5 separate regions of the Mus musculus genome follow, and regions 2, 3, 4 and 5 are each linked to region 1. A link is a contact called in public HiCAR-type, capture Hi-C and promoter capture Hi-C data. All regions are on one chromosome and are shown on one strand. The core of a region is the stretch at or near the end of the contact, and the rest is flanking DNA. Distances in the headings are between cores, read along the strand shown.

Evidence for each region. Promoter capture Hi-C pulls out the DNA fragments that hold promoters and counts their contacts. HiCAR-type assays count read pairs that join an accessible place to other places. Capture Hi-C pulls out chosen DNA fragments and counts their contacts.
Region 2: a promoter capture Hi-C map of liver shows a contact between it and region 1, with 5 times the contacts expected there. The contact joins the promoter of Med6 here to the promoter of Dcaf4 in region 1. A contact is called at or near these places in 1 of 39 promoter capture datasets (liver), 1 of 115 datasets of contacts at active chromatin or transcription factors (embryonic stem cells) and 1 of 9 other capture datasets (liver).
Region 3: a capture Hi-C map of embryonic stem cells shows a contact between it and region 1, with 6 times the contacts expected there. The contact joins the promoter of Map3k9 here to the promoter of Dcaf4 in region 1. A contact is called at or near these places in 3 of 39 promoter capture datasets (embryonic stem cells, hippocampal neurons and pre-B cells), 2 of 484 Hi-C or Micro-C datasets (B cells and CD4 T cells), 3 of 115 datasets of contacts at active chromatin or transcription factors (astrocytes, embryonic stem cells and forebrain) and 2 of 9 other capture datasets (embryonic stem cells and liver).
Region 4: a HiCAR-type map of astrocytes shows a contact between it and region 1, with 5 times the contacts expected there. The contact joins the enhancer-like site here to the promoter of Dcaf4 in region 1. A contact is called at or near these places in 6 of 39 promoter capture datasets (the 3T3-L1 cell line, the SN4741 cell line, cranial neural crest and 3 more) and 2 of 115 datasets of contacts at active chromatin or transcription factors (astrocytes and stem cell-derived neural progenitor cells).
Region 5: a promoter capture Hi-C map of liver shows a contact between it and region 1, with 2.7 times the contacts expected there. The contact joins the enhancer-like site here to the promoter of Dcaf4 in region 1. A contact is called at or near these places in 4 of 39 promoter capture datasets (the 3T3-L1 cell line, hippocampal neurons and liver) and 1 of 115 datasets of contacts at active chromatin or transcription factors (stem cell-derived neural progenitor cells).

What each region holds. Positions count from the first base shown.
Region 1 is chr12:83,518,854-83,522,642 of GRCm38.p6, forward strand. Dcaf4 (DDB1 and CUL4 associated factor 4) reads left to right here and starts at 1,613. Exons shown (of 14, transcript NM_030246.2): 1 at 1,613-1,764.
Region 2 is chr12:81,593,097-81,596,885 of GRCm38.p6, forward strand. Med6 (mediator complex subunit 6) reads right to left here and starts at 1,912. Exons shown (of 8, transcript NM_001347384.1): 1 at 1,844-1,912. The coding sequence starts at 1,865.
Region 3 is chr12:81,779,452-81,783,240 of GRCm38.p6, forward strand. Map3k9 (mitogen-activated protein kinase kinase kinase 9) reads right to left here and starts at 1,719. Exons shown (of 11, transcript NM_001174107.1): 1 at 1,039-1,719. The coding sequence starts at 1,423. Gm46366 (a long non-coding RNA gene) reads right to left here. Exons shown (of 3, transcript XR_001780649.2): 2 at 3,513-3,573; 3 at 2,569-3,098.
Region 4 is chr12:81,969,663-81,973,451 of GRCm38.p6, forward strand. Pcnx (pecanex homolog) reads left to right here. Exons shown (of 36, transcript NM_018814.3): 20 at 1,584-1,734; 21 at 3,552-3,693. Among named protein-coding and RNA genes, the nearest start is that of Gm30799, 98 kb to the right of the region's middle. Within about 2 kb of position 1,864, at least 182 of the 459 cell types and tissues checked have an H3K27ac peak or open chromatin away from gene starts, as enhancers often do. A contact at or near this core is called in the SN4741 cell line, astrocytes and stem cell-derived neural progenitor cells, where this site is marked.
Region 5 is chr12:82,453,712-82,457,500 of GRCm38.p6, forward strand. No RefSeq gene overlaps it. Among named protein-coding and RNA genes, the nearest start is that of Gm51987, 9.2 kb to the left of the region's middle. Within about 2 kb of position 2,215, at least 18 of the 459 cell types and tissues checked have an H3K27ac peak or open chromatin away from gene starts, as enhancers often do. A contact at or near this core is called in liver, where this site is marked.

The DNA of each region.
Region 1 (3,789 bases), core at 363-2,862:
GTTTTGTTTTTCATTTTATTTTGAATTGGTGGTGGTGGTGGTGGTGGTGGTGTGTGTGTGTGGCTTCCTTTCACCTCTGGATATTATACACTATCTAGACACCGAGTTAAATTTGTAACTCTGGCTGCTTAGTCACTGGAAGCCATAAGCCAAGCACCTGATTTGGGGTCATACATAGCCTTTACTCTTCAGGACTTCCTTTTTCAGCATTACTTTCTACCCTCACTTTACCTGAGAGAAAACAGAGTCGGGCCATGCCGCTTGACTTGCTTCTGACCATGGTTCCTTTGTGAAGTGAGTGTATATTACAGGTTTCCAAGGCAAAACTGGTGTCCACCCAGTTCCCATGGTGGGAATTCAGTGAATCCTGTCAATGGGGTCAGTCAGCTGCCTGTTTGCCAATCCTTCACAAGCCTCCCATGGCCGCCTCCTCCTCCCCCCTCCTCCTCAGTCCTCCAGGGTCCTCAAGGCTTCAGTTTACAAATCCTGCCTTCCTCCTCCCAGAATTCAGGTCAGAGATTCTCCTATTGTTATGTCTCCCATCTGCCCACAGCTTTACCCAACAAGGCTCCAGTCTCTGAGGTCCCATGGTTTTCCATGCCTCTGAGGCTGTTCTCCAGCCTCAACCACTTTGCTAAAGATTCCAAGGTCCTCACAGCCAGTCCAACCAGTAGCTGAAACAGGCTTCCAGCCACATCTTCTTTGAAGTCTGCTTTGTCCTTTTCTGGCAGTTCAAGCTCCGGGAAGCAGTAGTGCTCACTTCTCTCGTTTCCCTCAGAACCTAGCACTCTGCATATCCCTGCACACGTCTGTAAACTTGCTACAGGCTGAAGTGTTTTCATAGGCCCACATCTATGATCACTAATAGCTAGCTTCTAGCGGTCCAGCATCAGGAGCCTGGGCGAGCACCGCACACAATGAATCTCAGGAAGGGATTCTGTTCTCCAAATGCAATTAAGATCAAGGCTGTTGGTGGTCCCCACTTAGCCTGACCTATTTGAACCCATTCTGCTCTCACTACTATCACTTCTGACCTGTTACAAACTCCGTCTTCTTTGCAGTGGTACTCTGGGGTGGTTTTCTGACCAAGGCACACGTGTACCATTCTAGAAATATTACCTGTACAAACTTTGGGCTGGAGATCATTGACAATATTTGTTCAACTTTCTTGTTACAGTGGAAGAAATTAAGGCCCAGAGAAGTGATAAGCACACCTTAGGTCACATAGCAAGGAGGAAACAACCTGACCTAGATTCAAGGAGCCTCCCGGCACCGGCAACTGCGTCCCAAAGTCTTTTTCGCTTTCCTCCTCAGAGTCTCCTTTGCTCTTTCCACAAAACAATCATCTTCCCTCTCTCACATATCAGTGTTAACTCGGGCCTGTGTACCAGCTCCAAGCCGAGAGAAATTTCTCGGGATATGATCCGCAGTAAGAAGGAAGACTCACTGTCAAGAGAGTACCAGGGACTCTGAGGAGGCGGTAGCAATCTCTAGCCCCGCCCCAAAGCGCATCAGACCCCGCCCCTAAGCGTGCCAAGCCCGGGCACGCTCGACCAGGACAAGGCGGAAATCCTAAGTCCCGCCCTCCGTAAAGACCGCCCCTACTGACATGGACAGGCAGAAGCCTAATTCAATGAGAAGAAAGAACCGGCCGCTTTAGTCCTATGGGGTGCGACAACACAACATGAGGGTCTTTCCGGATCTTTGCACGCCCCTGGGTGCTCCAGCCCAGAAGTGTCGTAGCTGAGAGGACCATCTGTGCAGGTAAGGCTGTTCCCATGCGTGGCGTGCATCTGGGCGCCGACGGAGGGTGCCGCTGTACCCACGCAGAGGACAGAGAAGGCAAGGCTGAAGGCAGGAGGAGTGAGCGTGCCATACAAGGCCGGAGTGGGCGTGGGCCAGGACCTGGCGAGTCCTGCGGCGTCCCCAGGATCCCCTTGCAGAGTCCAGCCTGCAGTAGACCTCTGCCTCTGTTGAAATTTGGGCTGTGAAGAAACACGAGGCCAGGAGGCCAATAGTACTTTATGGTATAAATTTTGGAAGTTTATGTTTTTGGTTTTTTTGTTTTTTGGTTTTTCGAGGCAGGGTTTCTCTGTGTAGCCGTGGCTGTCCTGGAACTCACTCTGTAGACCAGGCTGCTGGCCTTGAACTCAGAAATCCGCCTTCTGCCTCCCAAGTGCTGGGATTTTGCTTTTTTTTTTTTTAAAGGCTTCTTTTATGTATGTGGATATTTGGCGTGCATACATGAGTGTACTTCGAACAAGCCTGGTGTTCAGGGAGGCCAGAAGAGATCAGTGAGATCTCCTCCAGCTGGATGATCGTGAGCCGCCCTGCGGGGTGCTAGGATTTGAACCTGGGTCCTCAGCTTTCTTAACCACTAAGACATCTACACACACACACCTTTTAAAAGAGCTTTTATTTTTAATTGTGTATGTGGGTGTGTGTGCTTACATGTGTCTGTGGAAGATCCAAGAGACCCAAATGTGTCAAACTCCTGAAACTGTAATTTGAGACGTTGTGAGCTCCTGAACTCTGAAGAACAGCAAGTGCTCTTAACTGCTGAGCTATCTCTCCAACCCTAGCGGTATCTTTATAAGACACAGAAAGAGAGGTTACGTGGTGGCTTGCCTGAGGTTGTGTGCAGGCTGGTATTTGGAAAAGTTAGGAAGCCCAGATGTGGACCAGCCTCCATTCCCTGCCACAGTAAGATGGGTGTTAGTGAGAAACGAAGCCTTTCCACACCAGTTCTAGTGACTTTGGGGAGCGCCACAACTCCCTCCACCTTGGATGACCAGACACAGCCTTGTGTGTGGAGCAAGGCAGTAAGAAGAAAAACATAAAACAAAACAACTAACAACTCCAAGTCAGCTACTCGGAGAAGACAAAAATCCCACGACCTGGAAATCCAGTTGTCGATAACAGTGGAAAGTAATCGAGGTGGTGTCTTTTGGCTGATGGAGCCTACAAGTGCAGGATGCTCCTGTATCTCTAATGCGACTTTGTTAGTCAGGTATTGTTAGTTCTATAAGCCTCGGTTTCCATGCTGTGTAGTAGGGTTAGCTTATTATGGTTGTGTATTTGTGTGTATGTATAATGTATGTGTGTAAGTGAAGGTTAGGGGGCAACTTTGTGGAGTTGGGTCTCCTGTGGATTTTTATTTTTTCAGTTTTTTTTAAAAAGATTTATTTATTTATTATATGTAAGTACACTGTAGCTGTCTTCAGACACACCAGAAGAGGGAGTCAGATCTCATTACGGATGGTTGTGAGCCACCATGTGGTTGCTGGGATTTGAACTCAGGACCTTTGGAAGAGCAGTCGGATGCTCTTACCTGCTGAGCCATCTCACCAGCCCCTGATTTTTGTTTTTTTGTTTTTGTTTTTTTGAGACAGGGTTTTTCTGTATAGCCCTGGCTGTTCTGGAACTCACTTTGTAGACCAGGCTGGCCTCGAACTCAGAAATTCGCCTGTCTCCTGCCTCCCGAGTGCTGAAATTAAAGGCATGCGCCACCACTGCCCGGCTCTCCTGTGGATTTTAGGGAGGGAATTTATAAGGATAGGTTTGCGTGCGTGCGTGTGTGTGTGTGTGTGCGTGTGTGTGTGTGTGCGTGCGCGTGTGTGTATGCTACTTGTGTTTGATTGCTCTCAAAGGCCGGAGGAGTGTTGGGTCACTTAGAACTGAGTGACAGGAGGTTGCGAGCCACCTTGATAGTGGGTGCTGGGATCTAAGTTCAGGTCTTCTACAAGAGCAGCAATTGCTTTTAGCTGCTGAGCCCTCTGTCCAGCCTCT
Region 2 (3,789 bases), core at 662-3,161, 1.9 Mb before region 1:
CCAACCATTTATATATATGTGTGTGTGTGTGTATGTGTGTGTGTATACACACAAATATATATGGGTAAAGTCACAATATATAAAACCAGGAAATAATGTTTTTGGAAAAAGGCATCTTTGCTAATGAAGAGCAACACAGGGAAAACCACGACTATGATTTAAATTTCCTAATCCTACTAACAATTCCATTTACCATAAAATGTACATTTCTTTTAGCTGCTTTAGGAAACGATAACTTTTTCCTTAAAAAAGTTTTATCTTTCTGCCATTACCAGGCATAACCATTTCATGTCCATATCTATTAACTAACCATTGGTAGGTAGGTAAGATCTATAATTATACATACAATATTATGCACATTAAATGCTTGGCACACTGTAACCCAATAACTGTTACAGTAGTAATGGTGGCATTTTCTCTGTTCTCATGGCAAATTTATATACTTTTATTACTAATTCTTTTTTTAAATTAATTTATTTTATAATTGCAAGTACACTGTGGCTATCTTCAGACAGACCAGAAAAGGGCATCAGATCCCATTACAGATGGTTGTGAGCCACCATGTGGTTGGTGGAATTTGAACTCAGGATCTCTGAAGAGCAATCAGTACTCTTAACCCGCTAAGCCATCTCTCTAGCCCCCTTATTACTAATTCTTATTCCATAACCAGAATCACAGATAATCTGCTCCCACTAAATTGTGAGTTTTTATTCATCAGGAATGAGCATAATAATCACTAAATGCTTCCAATCCATGCCTGAAGGTCAAGGCAAGTATGACTTACTTTATTATTCACAGATCTCAATCAATTTAAACAGCCTCATGTATCCATGGACATTCATCTACAAAAACTGAAATGAAAAGTCAAGTCTGAAAATAAAAGGTAAGTTGTGATCACTTCATAAACAGAATATACCAAAAACCAAGCAGATTTAACCTTCTCACTAATGCAGTCATCACTCTTCCAAGCTACCTCTAATTTCTGTCCATCCCAGAAAAGCCCTGGTTTCGTTTTGTTTTCCTTTTTTTGTTTCTAATTCTATCCCTGACTTTTACACTACTGTCAGCAGCTAAAATGATCTAGTAAAGAAATGCGTAAATGAAAAAAAAAAAAGACAAAGTCAGAATATGCCGTCCCTGTTGACTGTTCTCTCACATTTATCTTTCCAGATCTTCTCTTCTACATCTCCTCCCTATGCCAGCTTCTCTGCCATTCCTCTAAACACCAGACACATTACAATTACGCTAACAAATCTAAGTAATAAGCAATCCACTATGTACATGTATGAAATTGCCAAGAGGAAGAATGAAATATACACAAGCAAAAACAAACTGCTAAACAAAATGCTACCCGACCAAGAAGCTAGTAAGAGGTTGAGTCTCCATTCATTTATTTATTCTTACTCAATGAAAATATACCTCTACTGCTCAGCTTGCCGAAGGCAACCACTGAATGAATGATAAGTGAAAGGTATTATAGGCTAAAATTTAAAATTATTAATAAGAAGACGGGGATTTCTGTCCGGGGACCCATAAGGTGGGATCAGCCCTTATCTTATTCCACTTCTCTCTTCCGAAAAGCTATCCCTTCGCCCCGACATAACGCCCAGCATTGTGAGAGAAACCCCTAAATTGTTTCTAGTTTTTCCGCATCTACCCTTTTAAAGAGACTCGTCAGAAAACGGGAAAGCGCGACCCCTTTTCGTTAGATTAGAGCCTTAGGGTATCCAGGAGCCACTCAGAAGAACTTGAGAGACCTCACAAAAGAGGGTAACGCTGACTTCCGCAAGCTATGAAACCCCAGTAAACCACAATCTGGTAAGGGGAGCATAAAATTAATTACCTCGGATATCCACCGCCGCCATAATTCCAAAAGCGCTATAAGAGCCTCCTTCCGGCGCACAGTAAAGGCGATGACTACCGCGACGGAAGCGGAGGCTGCCGGCCGTACGGTTAGCGGGGAGGTCAAAAGTATTCACGCGGAGCGCGGCGGCAGGAAAAAAAAAAAGTGTTTGGGGGCGGGGATGAGACCTAAAGTGGGTGGAGCCGGGTTGAGCTTTGGTCGTTGGACACGGGCGGGAAAGAAGAAGGCGTGTCACAGGGTGGCGGCGGGGAGGGGAGGGGATTGGGACACGCAGAAGGATGGCGCAGGGAAGGCGGGGCCTGTAGACCTGTGGAGTAAGAAGATAAAGAATGACCCCCTCGCTTAGATGCCAAACTGCAGCTGGCAGAGGTTGTAGTAACAGAGCCAGAACAAAACAAACAAACAAAAAATAAGCAAAGCGTTAGGCCCAAACAGTGGGGAAAGTAATTTCATTTACAAGTAAAGAGGTTAAACAGAGCGCTGCCTCGTGCTCACTACTAACATTCTAAAATTCTCTAAACCAAGGCTTTCACTTGTAATCCCATCTCTCAGGAGGCAGAGCCAAGTGCATAACAAATTTGGGGCCAGCCTGGACTACACACAGAGACAGTATTTTTAAAAACCTCATGAGTATAAAAACAAACTGTTAGACTTAGGAGCTCCGTTTTTCACCTTATCTCAAGCAGAGAAAATCAAGAGACTTTGTTATTCCTGTTATTGAACCAACTAAAAACCTAAACCAGTTAAAAACCTGTAGCATTTTATGACTAAATTTCAAGAGATAGGAAGGGAATTCAGGGGTGAATTATTAACAAGATTAAAAAGAGAAAAGGAACTGGGCGTGGTGGCGCATGCCTTTAATCCCAGCCTGGTCTACAAAGTGAGTTCCAGGACAGCCAGGGCTATACAGAGAAACCCTGTCTCAAAATAAATAAATAAATAAATAAATAAATAAATAAATAAATAAATAAATAAATAAATCAATAAATAAATAAATCAATAAATAAAATTTTTAAATGAGAGAAAAGGAACGAAAAAACAACAACAAAAAAGAGAGAGAGAGAGAGAGAAGAGGAATTCCTTGAGTAGTGTCTAAACACTTGAAGGCAGGGAACAATTCTGTGATGTGAGGAAGCCATAGAAACCCACAACAGAACGTTCTGTCTCTAGTGTGGTTTTCTAAAAGCAAAATGATGGAGATGCTTACAAACAAGATACAGAAACTGAGAGGAGAACCCCAAAACCTGAAGGAAGGAACCTAAATTCACAAAACTAAGGACTACCTAGGCTCCCCCAGCATGTAACCAGAATCCACAAACAAGGCAGGAGAACCATTAATTTAACTGGGACTTTTCGACTCACAGATCAAAGAATTCCACATTTTAAATTCTCAGCATAATAAATACATCACACACACACACACACACACACACACACACACACACACACACACGTTGGTTTTCAAGACAAGATTTTTTAGCTGTCCTGGAACTTGGTTTGCTGACTAGGCTACCAAGCTGGCCTTGAACTCACAGAGATCTACTTGCCTCCGCCTCTCAAGTGCTGGTATTAAAGGTGTGGGCCACCACATCCAGAGAAAACATATTTCTTGTTCACTTCAATTTGTGAACTAGGATTTTATACCGGAAATGACAAAGAAGTGTGTCCAAACTGCTCTGCTTTTCTGTTTGGTTTGTTTCTTTGTTTTTATTCGGATAGTTTCAGCAGGAAAAGGCAAGCTTTTGGGTTTTGTTTCACTGATCTTGTTTCCTTATGTCTTTAGAAGATTAGGAAAGGCTGTGGCAACACACAGAACGTATGATAAGCCAGACTGGAGAAGTTCACTGTATTTTGCAGCCTGGCGAGGGCCCTGCCAGAGGGCTTTCTGTTTGGTTTGTTTCTTTGTTTCTTTTGTTTTTATGTGG
Region 3 (3,789 bases), core at 469-2,968, 1.7 Mb before region 1:
ACGCTATAAACTGCACTTAGAGAGACTGCCATCTTCTAAACCAATCAAGAATATACAAGTGATTAAGAAATTACAATGGCAATTTAACTCGAAAGAAAGAAAGAGAAAGAAAGGAAGAAAGAAAGAAAGAGAGAGAGAGAGAGAGAGAGAGAGAGAGAGAGTGGGTGGGTTTTGCTAGGAACATGGAACGGTTCCTGGGAAATTGGTGAAAACCAGGACACAGGGAGAAAGGCCCTGGGAGGGAACCCTGGTCCTGGCCCCTGAGATTTGGCCAATGCCAAATATAGGCAAGGATCTAGGGTGGAAAAAAAAAATGTGTTGTGTGAACAGTATGGCTGTATGGGACAAGGACTTAGCCACTGTACCTGCTGATCCTGAACTCCCACGAGGGACAGACATACTTTCTCCCTCTAATTATTTCTCCACTCATAACTTTGCCCCCTCCCCTTGTACACACCTTTCCTAACATAATATTCGGCAAGATTCCTCAGGGTACAACTTTGAAATACAGTACGAGAACCCAAGAAACCAACACGAGATTTCAAAGGCACCTGACTCCTGAGTTCACACACGCTTCCGGGACTTGTGAACCTGCCCAGGCAGGCGGGAGGCACCTCCACTCCTCTCTAGACAAATACCTTTAAGAGGCGGAGACAAGAAACAGAAAAGGTCCGCCGGGTCCTTGATTAGGGAACTAAGGTTACTGGTGACAGTAACCACCTGCTCTCCAAAACCCTTCCAGATCTGGAGGGGCACAAGGGGCGGGGGGGGCGGGGGGGGGTAAGGGGTTGGGACGTAAGGAGACTCCTGCTAGGGTTTCAAGAGTTGCTACTTGAGCGAGTCAGATGACGGTGAAGAAGCCCGGTGTTCCAGGCAGGGCCTGCGACTCTGGAGCTTCTGGGTAGCACCAGCTAAAGCCCCTGCAGCCAAAGTGCCCACCCATGCCCGGGCCAGTCGCTCCCCACTCGGGACTGCTCTTCGCCCATCCTTAGGCCTCAGCCCCCCGTCCCCACCGGGCACCGGTGCCCGCCTTCTTACGCTGAATGGGCGGGTAGCAGCTGGGGTCCTCGGCGCCCGGCTGGCAGCGGCTGGAGAAGGCGCTACGCGGGGTCACGTAGTTGCTGGGGAAGATGCCCACCCGCTGGTTCAGCTGTCCGGTCCACCAGCCCTCATCGCCGGACACCTGCGAGTCCTTGGACAGCACCTCTACCACATCGCCCAGCCGCAGGGTCAGCTCGTCCTCGCCCGCCGCCTCGTACTCGAACACAGCCGTCCAGTAGGGCAGCGCGGCGTGAGATCCCAGCTCGGCCGCCGCCTCCTCCTCGTCCTCCTCCTCTTCGGCCCCAGCGCCCGTGGCATCGTCCCCCGGCGGGGCGGCAGTGGCACTCGCCAGGCAGCCGAGAAGCGATCTGGAGGACTCCATGGAGCGGCTGGTCCATAGGGTGCGGGGCGGCCGCCCGCGGGAGCCGCCGCCGCCTATTGTTCATGCGGCTCGGCAGCGCTGGGGGCTCCGCGCCCCCGACGGCCGCCGCAGGTAGGGCCCGAGCAGGCTGGGCGCGCGAGAGTCGAGGACGCCCGGTGCGCACCGCGAGCGCGCACCGCGGACAGGGGCGCGGCGCAGTCCCGGCCGCCTGGCGCCCCCGCGGGCGGCCTCGCCCCTCGGCGGCTCCCACCTGCTCGTGCCGCCCGTGCCCGCCGCCCGCTGGCCGCTCCCTCCCCTCCCCGCCCCGTGCGCCCCGCCTCCCGCACGCCCGGGACCACCTGACGCGAGCCTGGCTCCGCCCCAGCCCTGCGGACCCGGGGGCGGGGCCTCCAGGATGGGCCCGCCTCCACAGCCAACCCATCCTCCCATTGGCCCGCCGCGGCTGTCCGTCTCCTGAGGGTGGCTGAGACCTCATTGGGTGGCTCCCGAAGGTGAGACCCAGCGTGCGTTCGGACAGTCCGAGCGGGCTGCGGAGCCCTCTGTCTTTTGTCCGCGCCGTTTGGTCCTACGGGCTGCGCCAATTCCCGGTTCAGATGGATCTGCTGTTCCCCTATTTGGCCACGGGGACCAGCTTACGTCCACTGTCGCCGCTACGCACACACTCACACCCCGGAACCTTATGGCTAGCGATGGAAGAACTCTTTCGATTGCTCTGCTGGCCTTAATGAAGACTGTGTTCATCTTTGTAAGAAGAAGTTCCTGGCCATTGTTATTAGAATTCCGAAAGGGGAGGTCTCCTAGTGGGGCTTCCGCAGGCTCGGGAAGTCATGCGGAACCAGCTAGTTTGCGCTTGCCTTGTGAAACTGGCTATATCTAGGACCCTGGTGACTGGATACCCAGTTTCCAAAGACTAAAGGAGTAAAGGCGGGTGCTGCCTGCCATTCTTGGGCAAGGGCTGACCTATGCTATGTCTTTTTGTTACCTGCCGCCACCACCCCCAAGGACCTTAACCTCTTTTACATGTTTTTAAGCCTGTCATAGCAATGGCTTCCATATTTCAGCCATGGTAACTACCAAACTGTATTTCCAAGACAGGCATTGATGTGATTTGTGTAACAAGAGTCAGTACTTCATTGTTTATTTGCTCATTTGTGGTTTTGAAGCAAGATCTTACTGGGTAGGCCATACTGGCCTCTCATTATCTCGCTGCCTCAACTGCCCAAGTCTTGGGATTACAGGCGTGTGCCAATGTGCCCCACCAGACCATTTTTGTTTCATTTTAATTTGAAGTTTAATATTAGGCAAACTGGAGCAATTTGAAAAAATAGCGAGGCAGCTACATGACCTTGGGCAGGTGCCATCTGTTTATCCTTGAAGTGAAGACCGTGGAGGGAAAAGCCTCCTGTGTTTTAGTTTTGGACATCCAGTGATTTGCAAGGGGCTGTGACTACATTGTAAAGGGAGACACTGTGCACATTTAAGGTCTTGGGAAAGGGATGAGATGGTACTGTTCAAGGAGCATCCAGACAGTCCTGGGGACGGAGATCCGGAAGTAAATCCCCTAACGCAGTCAAGTTTATAGGAGGGTCTAACATGTTCAATTCCTGGGAGGGTCAGTAAACTGGGAAATACATGCGTGAGTCTGGATAGATTCTCTTGATAGAAGCCACTCTGCCTACAAGAGGATGGGAAAGGGAAAATAGTGTTTAAACAAATATTTTATTTAATAAAATTTTCATGTGTGTGAGAAAGGAGTCTTACAAAGTAGATAACACACACACACACACCCTGGAGGGGCTGTAGAGATAGATGGCTTGGTGGTTGAGAGCATTGACTTCTCCAGAGGACCCAGATTCCGTTCCCATCCCCCACTATGGCACCTCCTGTAACTTCAGGGGAAATGACATACTTGACTGGTCTCTATGGGCACTAGGAATGCACATGGCGCGCACACAGGCAAAGCACTCAAGCACAGAGAATGGTTTTACAAAGATGAAAACTGGAAAGGAGGATGTTAACTGGGTCTTCAAGTCGTACAATTATTGATGGATTGCAGCTTTTTGAATTGTCATTTTTCTCCCCTACTCACGCGTGGCCATTTCCACACACCTCTTCTCCCTGGAGGAGCAGATGAGAATAGTCCTGGCTCCCTAAGAGTAAAAGAAAAAAAAAAAAGAATGCCCTGCTCAATTTAAATATTTAATGCTCCAGCAAGTGCTTAGAGCCTCATGAAGAGTCACTCACCAAACATTCCAAAAAGTCACTCTCTAAATATTTGTTGAATGGATAAGTGCTAAGAACTCAAACTAGGGAAGATCCTTCAGACCACAGTTGCCTAGCAGGGCTTCATGGTAGAGAAGCAGAAA
Region 4 (3,789 bases), core at 614-3,113, 1.5 Mb before region 1:
CCTTCCTCAGTTCCCACTCTCCTCGCACACTGCTCGCTGAGGTTTAGATGGTGGTAAAGTTACTTGCTTAGAGTTGGGCCAAAATCTGTGGCTTTTTTCTACATTTTGGGCAGTGTCTGTGTTCACTCTGTTCATTGTAAGAATAGGCTTCCCTGCTTCAGGCTCTGTCTAAGGTGTGAGCAGAGAGGTATTTAGAAGGCAGTCAGTGTAGTTAACCACAGAAACACATCTCCTGCATGGGTCTACTACCTCAGCCCAGACTTGGGTTGTTAGCCAGGCTAACAGTACTGGACATCAGTTCAGCACATCCCGCTATGGTCTTGAATGCATTCAGAGAACCCTATGGAAAATTTTTAAGTGGATGCCAACAGTGGAAATTTGCCCTTTTAGGTATTAAGTTCTGTATTTCCAGAAGTACTTGAACATGGTCCCTAGATAGTCTTAATCTCTTAATATCTTGATCCCCTCAGGTCTTGGTTTTGGTTAAAGCAGTTTATGAGGTGGAACGGGGCCAAGTTTAGCTAGACCACATTTGGATCTCCTTGTAAATAAGTAGGGATGGGCACCCTTAGGCCTCTGCTTGGTGTATGTGACCTTGAGCTTCCCCAGGCTAGCTTGTGGGGAAGGCGCTCTCCCGGCCCTGTGAGGCCTTGTGTTGTGTGCTTTGTTGTCCTCCTGTGGTTCTTTGCTCCTCAGACCGCCTACAGATCTCAAGGGTCTCCCCTGTGGTTTCCCTGTCCTCCCAGTTCCTAGCCCTCTCTTGGAGCTGTGAGCAGGGCCAGCACAATCCCCTCCTTGGTTCCTTACTTCTGGGCATAGGCTTATTTCTGTAAATCTTGCCTAATACAAACCACTGGGTCGCGGGTTGTATTTGATTTTGGTTCTTTCCTACGGGAGGGTAAGTCTCTGTTACTCCACTGAGCCAGAAGCAAAGGCTCACTCGATTATTTAATATTGTTAAGCATGTTTGCTTGTTTTTCTTCTTTCCAATTTCAACTTGCATTCCTGAACACTTAAAGTGAGATAAGGGCCAGTGTTCCTCAGGGTACAGCTGGACACTCGTTCATGTCTCAGTGGGCCTAGAGTTTTAGATGTATATGGCTCTTGGTGTTAATATCAGAAGAAATGGTGTTGATTCCTCCTGCTGTGAATCTGATCGTGCAGGGACCTGCCTCTCACAGCACAGCGTACAAAGACGTGCTCCTCATCCTGCTCTTCCTCCAGGACCTAGCTCATGGCCTTTACCTTCACTAGCTCAGACAGTGATGGAGAACATTCTTGGAGCAGGAAGCAACAATTCTAGCTACTTTCATTGAATGTAGTGTCAGACACCAAAGTAGTTACCATGCTTCAGATATGTGTAAGGGCAGTCAGTTAACAGTGGTGGCTTATTTAGGCAGGAAAAAAAAACAAAAACAAAACCCTACAAATACAGAAACAAATTTTGTTTTGTTTGATTCTAAGATTAACTTTACTGTTCCTCATTATTGGATGAAAACTGAAACCAAAAAAAGTGGAAGCTGGTCATGAAGCCAGCGAGGGCTCCTCACCTCCTCTCGCCCTGAACTCTGTCTGTCTTTCAGCCTGCTCTCAAGTACGTGCTGTACGCGCTGGTTGGTGTTGTGGGGCTTGTAACCCATTATGTGCTGCCTCAGGTGAGGAAGCAGCTCCCCTGGCACTGCTTCTCCCGGCCTCTGCTGAGGACAGCCGAGCACAGTCAGTATGAAGTCCGAAGTGAGTATGTCTCTGCCGCCCTCGGGCTCTGCCCACTCTGGTATGCCCGTGGTGAGTTAAGCAGACAGCATTGAGTCACGCTTTAGCTCTGGCTTCTTGCAGTGGGTTTGAAGCTTCCGGTGAAGTGTCGCCTGCAGGGCACTGTCTTCTGCTAAAAGAGCAGCAGCTGTGCTCCCAGGCCGTCTTCCGAGAGTAGACCTACACTTCCTGCTCTACCTCTCACACCTGTCCCTAGTGTGTCTGGCGTGTGACTTCTCTAACGTCCCCGATCCATCTTCTCCCTAATCAGTATACAAGCAGCTCAGTCCCCATCCAGTCCTCCATTTGAAAGGTTTTAATTTAAGCATAAGGAAGGAAGGAAGGCCTTTGTCCCTTATGCCACAAGAAACACTGTCTTACTTAAGAACAGTAGTGACAGTCCTTTCTGTAATTTCTGCTCAGATCTGGGTAAGCAGTGAAGTGACTGGAGAAGAGAGGAAGGCCTGTCCATTCAGCCAGCTTCTCCCTCCACTGTAAACTCTGACTCACTCTTCCTTGTCCGTTGGTCCTGTGACGGGCTGTGCTACACACAAGTGACTGAATGTAGCAAGCTTTCCTCCTTGGACTTGAGTGAAGTACTGTGAAGAGGGTGACTCAGCCAGTCATTTGAGTATGAGTTGATATTTTTGAAGAACATTGAAGCCTTTGAAGCTGTAGCAGAGTTGACTTTCTGTTCTCACAATGGGCCTCTTAATGAACCTGACTGAAGCCGTGTGGTCCTGGTGCTGCCCACAGCCTGGACGCTGGAGAGGCCACCGAATACTAATGAGCAGAGAGTGGGACGATGCTCTGGAGACCTTTTAGTAAGGGAAACTAAAGGAGACTGTGAGGCTGGTGCTGCCAGCCTCTGCACCGGAAACGTAGCCCACAGAGACAGGCTCTGGTTTGCTTTTCTATGATGAAGCATTTCCCACTTTTATATATAAATATACCAAATAGTTCATTTTTAAAATCAATAGTTTTATTGGTTGCTTTAATCAGTCTAAAATGTTTACAGATTTTGAATTGCCATAACATTTTTGACTTCTTGAAAATACTGAACTATAGAACTAAACTGGTTTTGTTTTGTTTTGGGGGGTGTTTTGGTTTTTTCTTTGTACTGATATTAGAAATGTAAAGACTGCCTAGCAGCCTGGCGTAGTGCTTTTAGAGAGCCAAAGAGCTTACCACCTTAACCACCATATGCCACTAGTGAAGAAACGCCTTATAAGCTGGGTGACTGTAAACTATGAGTGTGTGCATCTAGAGCATAGACTTTCCTATTGAGAAGTCAGGTGCTTTAGTAGCGCTTACTTATCTAGGATTGAGTACAGCCCGAGAACCTTTAGCAACTTTTCCTATATACAAATGTAGAAAATGAGAAAAATTATAGTGAAAAATAAGATCTCAAGAAATGAAATGCTGGAGATGCGGGTGCATGGTGAACAGTTGGCTCCTATGTGCTAAGGCCCCGGGGTGACACGTAGCTTTACACAACAGCTTATAAAAGTAAAGTTAGCCAAGTATGAGTTATGTCTAGGTCAGAAACTGTGTATTTGCGTATGCGTGTGCATATGCGTGTGTGTGCACCTGAATGTGTGTGTGTGTGTACACGTGTGTATGCCTGCATGCATGCGGTCGATCACATAAAAGTAGACATTGAAGTACGGGCTTCGTATGGTTTTGTACTCATAGCATTGAGCTAAACTTGAGTCCTAAGGCCATCCTTTCTGCTTACCGTATGCCCGACTGCCTTGAGCACTGTATGCATTGTGATCTCTGGACTTGTTGCCTCTCAGATGCAGCCACTATGATGTGGTTCGAAAAACTTCATGTGTGGCTTCTTTTTGTGGAGAAGAATATCATCTATCCACTGATTGTCCTCAACGAGCTTAGCAGCAGTGCAGAGACAATTGCCAGCCCAAAGAAACTAGATACAGAGTGAGTATATAGTCACCCGATCCATGTCCTTAGATTAGAACAATAATAAACAACACCTTACACACGTGGTGAAGCATCTTGAATCATTGGTCAGAT
Region 5 (3,789 bases), core at 965-3,464, 1.1 Mb before region 1:
GCTGGCCACTGCCAGCACAAATGACCTGGGCCACTCTGCTTGGTGTGCTATGTGCTTTGTTCCTCTGGGTTTGAGGACAGTAGGACCTCACTTGGGGCTTGCCTCCTCATTCCCTGGGCAGCTGGTTAAAGTCATTTGGCAGATCCCTGGGAGCTATGATTTAACAGGTATTACATAGAGACCTAACACTAAAATGTCCAGTGAGTTCCCAGGTGGTTTGGGATGTCGTTAGAAGCATCTGTATTGGAAGAAGCAGACACTAGGTACAGAGACACTTGACTACGGGTTTTAAGTCCCTCTTTCCCCCTTTTCGCTATTATTTGGAGCTTTCTTTACCTAGAATTTTCTACCACTCCACTATTCAAAATCCCCATGCTCTGTGGATAAGGCTTGAATTCCTTTACCGTTTAATTACATGAGGCCAGTTGCCAGGTTAGCAAGGGCTGACCCTGATGACTTTATGGGGGTGACAATTCAGATGACAGTACTGCCTAGAAAAGTGGGACCCAGGGTAGCAGTTGAGCTCCTGAGCCAGGCCCTCAGCAGCTGGCCCCAGAGAGGTATAGACACTGGGTGAGAGGCTTCCAGGCTGGGAGTATTGAATTCCTGGAGGCCAATTCTGAAATCAGCTTGCTGTAATCGCCGGACGATCCAAGAGCACAGTTTTCCAGGGAGTTTTACAGCTGCCCTCAGACCTGGCCTACATCTAGAAACCTTTGCCCAAATATTCCCTCTGTACAATAAGCCCATTTCCTCTGCCTCTGGCCAGAGAGGAGAAGCGGGGAAGACACTGTTTATCCTCTGTATCCTCTACACAAAGTTTGGCTCAGAGATGCTAAGCTAAGGCACTGGCTGTCTTTACTGAGATGATTATCATCCCTACAACACTGGTCCTTTGTGGCCCTTCCCTCTGCACTGTTCTTCCTGGACTCCGCCCTTCCGGATCCACATCCTTTCATTTCAGACACTGCCCGTCTTGCCTTTGTGTATGTGAGTCAGCACAGAGCCAAACGAACCTCTCACCTTCCCCTTCTCCCATTACCCCTTTATCACCCTAGCTTCCAATCCTATGAACAGGCACCTCTCCGGGTTTCCTTCCATTACTCTCAGTGAACCTGTATCATTGTGTCTCTTCGGCACCTCAGCCAGCCCTCACAGCCCTGCCTCTAACCATTCACAGCTCATCTTTCCCTTCAGTGTGGTCTTCTCATGACCCATCTTCAACCCAGGTGACCCCCAGCAACTCTGAGCATCTGTAGATAAGCGTACCCACACATCCTACTGGTGACTCTGCTTTCAGTGGGCGCATCTTTCCATGCAGCTGAGACCTTGTTAGCATACCGAGGGTCTCTATTTCCCAATTCAACATCCAAGAAGGGAACCCCACAGTGACAAGAGGAATACAATCAGACTTCCTTTACAAACATAAGTGGCTCAGGAGGAATGTGCTGTAAGGACTCTCAGCTCATCACACACATCCAAGGAACCTATGTGTCAAGAATAAATCTGAGCCGGGCGTGGTGGGTGGTGGTGCACGCTTTTGATCCCAGTACTCGGGAGGCAGAGGCAGGAGGATCTCTGAGTTCGAGGCCAGCCTGGTCTACAAAGTGAGTTCCAGGACAGCCAGGGCTATTCCGAGAAACCCTGTCTTGAAAAAAAAAAAAAAAAAAAAAAAGAATAAATCTGATTCCATGTACCCTGGATCACACTAACAAACCCAAGGAAGTTATTTCCTGTCCCAAGCCATCACATGAAACACAGGTATACACACGCTGACCTTCCCAGGCCTAAGTTCCTGGGAGTGTAAGACTCAGAGAAAATATGGTTAAGGAAGTTTCATGGCAACTTAAATAGCAAACTAGATTCTCCCAGTAGTTGCTGGGAGGTGGTCCTTCAGTCTTTTGCCTCCCTGAAAAGGTAGGATGGATTTGTAACTGACCTGGTAATTTTTCTAAAGCGCTTATGAGTATTCTAAGAAAGAAGCTTAACCGCTGCAATCTTAGACCATAAATATGCTTACCCAACTCTTTGTTGGTGCAAAGATAAACCCATTGTAGGCACATTTCAAAGTAACGAGGCTATGCCTATGTAGCATGGGCTGTAAATGAGACAGCAGGTGCTGCAGGAGCCAGGCTAGGTGGACAGGTAGTGAGGGTGGACTGTTGGGGTCGGGGGAGGGTGTGGGCATAGGCCCCTTGCTCACTGCAAGTTAATGATTTCAGTGTGAAAGACAATCCAGCCCTGACCTTTGTCACCCTGGAGGCAAATATCAGTGACTTAAAGGCACAGCAACTAGATTTCTGTTTCCAAGGTCGATGGATTTAGGGTGGTCTCTGAGCTTGGGGGTCAAGGGTTAGCCTTGAAGCCAGTTGACAGAGATACCATTTCCTCTCTTATCTTTACTGGACCCTGACTCTCCTAACCCTTAGAATCATGAGTCGGAATTAGGACTGGAAAAGATCGGTCACTCAGTTCTGCCCTGTCTGATTTCGTTACCTCTTTACTGACCTGTTCCATGTCCGGCCACCTGTGGGATATGTCCAGTGACAGAAGCTCACCACTGCCTGAGGCTGCGCGTTATACCTGCTGATTGTGTGTGTGTGTGTGTGTGTGTGTGTGTGTGTGTGTGTGTGTGTGTGTGTGTGTACACTCACATATGTACAAATGTGTGTTGGTGTGTACACATATCTATGTGCATGGAGGTGATGGTCAGGATATTAACCTTGGGTGTCATTCCTTAGGTACTAACCACTGCTTATTTACTGATTGATTGATTGATTGATTGATGATTGATGCTGGTCTCTTACTGCTCTAGAGCTGTGTCACAAAACAGGCTGTGAGCCTCCCCATCCCCCACTAGGATCCACCTGTCTCCCCCTCCCTAGGCCTTATAAGCTCAGGCCACAACTCTGAGCTTTGTCACGTGGACTCTGGGGACTGAATTCAACTGAGCCATTTTCTCAGCCCCTATTTATTTTCTTAAGTCCTTTTGATTTTGAGAAAACTCCCTTCCCTTTAATTTTTAACAAGCCCATTACTTCACACTGTATCCACACAGCCAACTTTATCTCCCCAGGTGACAATCATTGAAACCTTGGAAAACAACAGTTCTTCTAAATGTTTAGTCACCAGAACAAAACATCTCAATCTCCCCAACTATTGCTACAACGACATGATTTCTGAGTTCGCCATCATAAAATATTATCCTATAAAATATGTATTAAGGGTAGAACCACTTACATATATTATCCCAATGAGTCCTCACAGCAGCCCTGTGACAGGATGAGGACTACGAATGTCCCCATTTATAGAAGCTGAGGCCTTGAGAGGTCAAATCACTTCCAGCAAACTAGCTAATGATGTGGAGCATATTGAAAGCACCACTGCGAAACCACATTCTCCCTTGCACAGCCTGGTCGTGCGGAACCTAAATGGACAGTATCAATGCCATTGGACGGTCATGGCGGGTAGTGGAGAGACAGAAATGCTGATGGAGACCGTCCCTAAATACTAGAGGATTGGGGGTTAGTGACATCTTGTGGGAGATGCTGTCTCAGACAGATGATGTCCCCCACTTGCATTTTATTACAGAGAAAGACCTTCCTGTCCAATTTCAGGACAGCTCTAGAGGTCACAGAGGCTGGGGCTCCTGTTAGAAACGAGCGGGTGGTGGTTGGCTTTGGGAAGGCTCTGCTGCACAGCCACCATTCATGAGCTCTATGAGGAGCCGGGGAGGGACTCGCCCTAATGGAGGCTGGGTGGTTTTAGAGACAACATGATGGGGCCTTA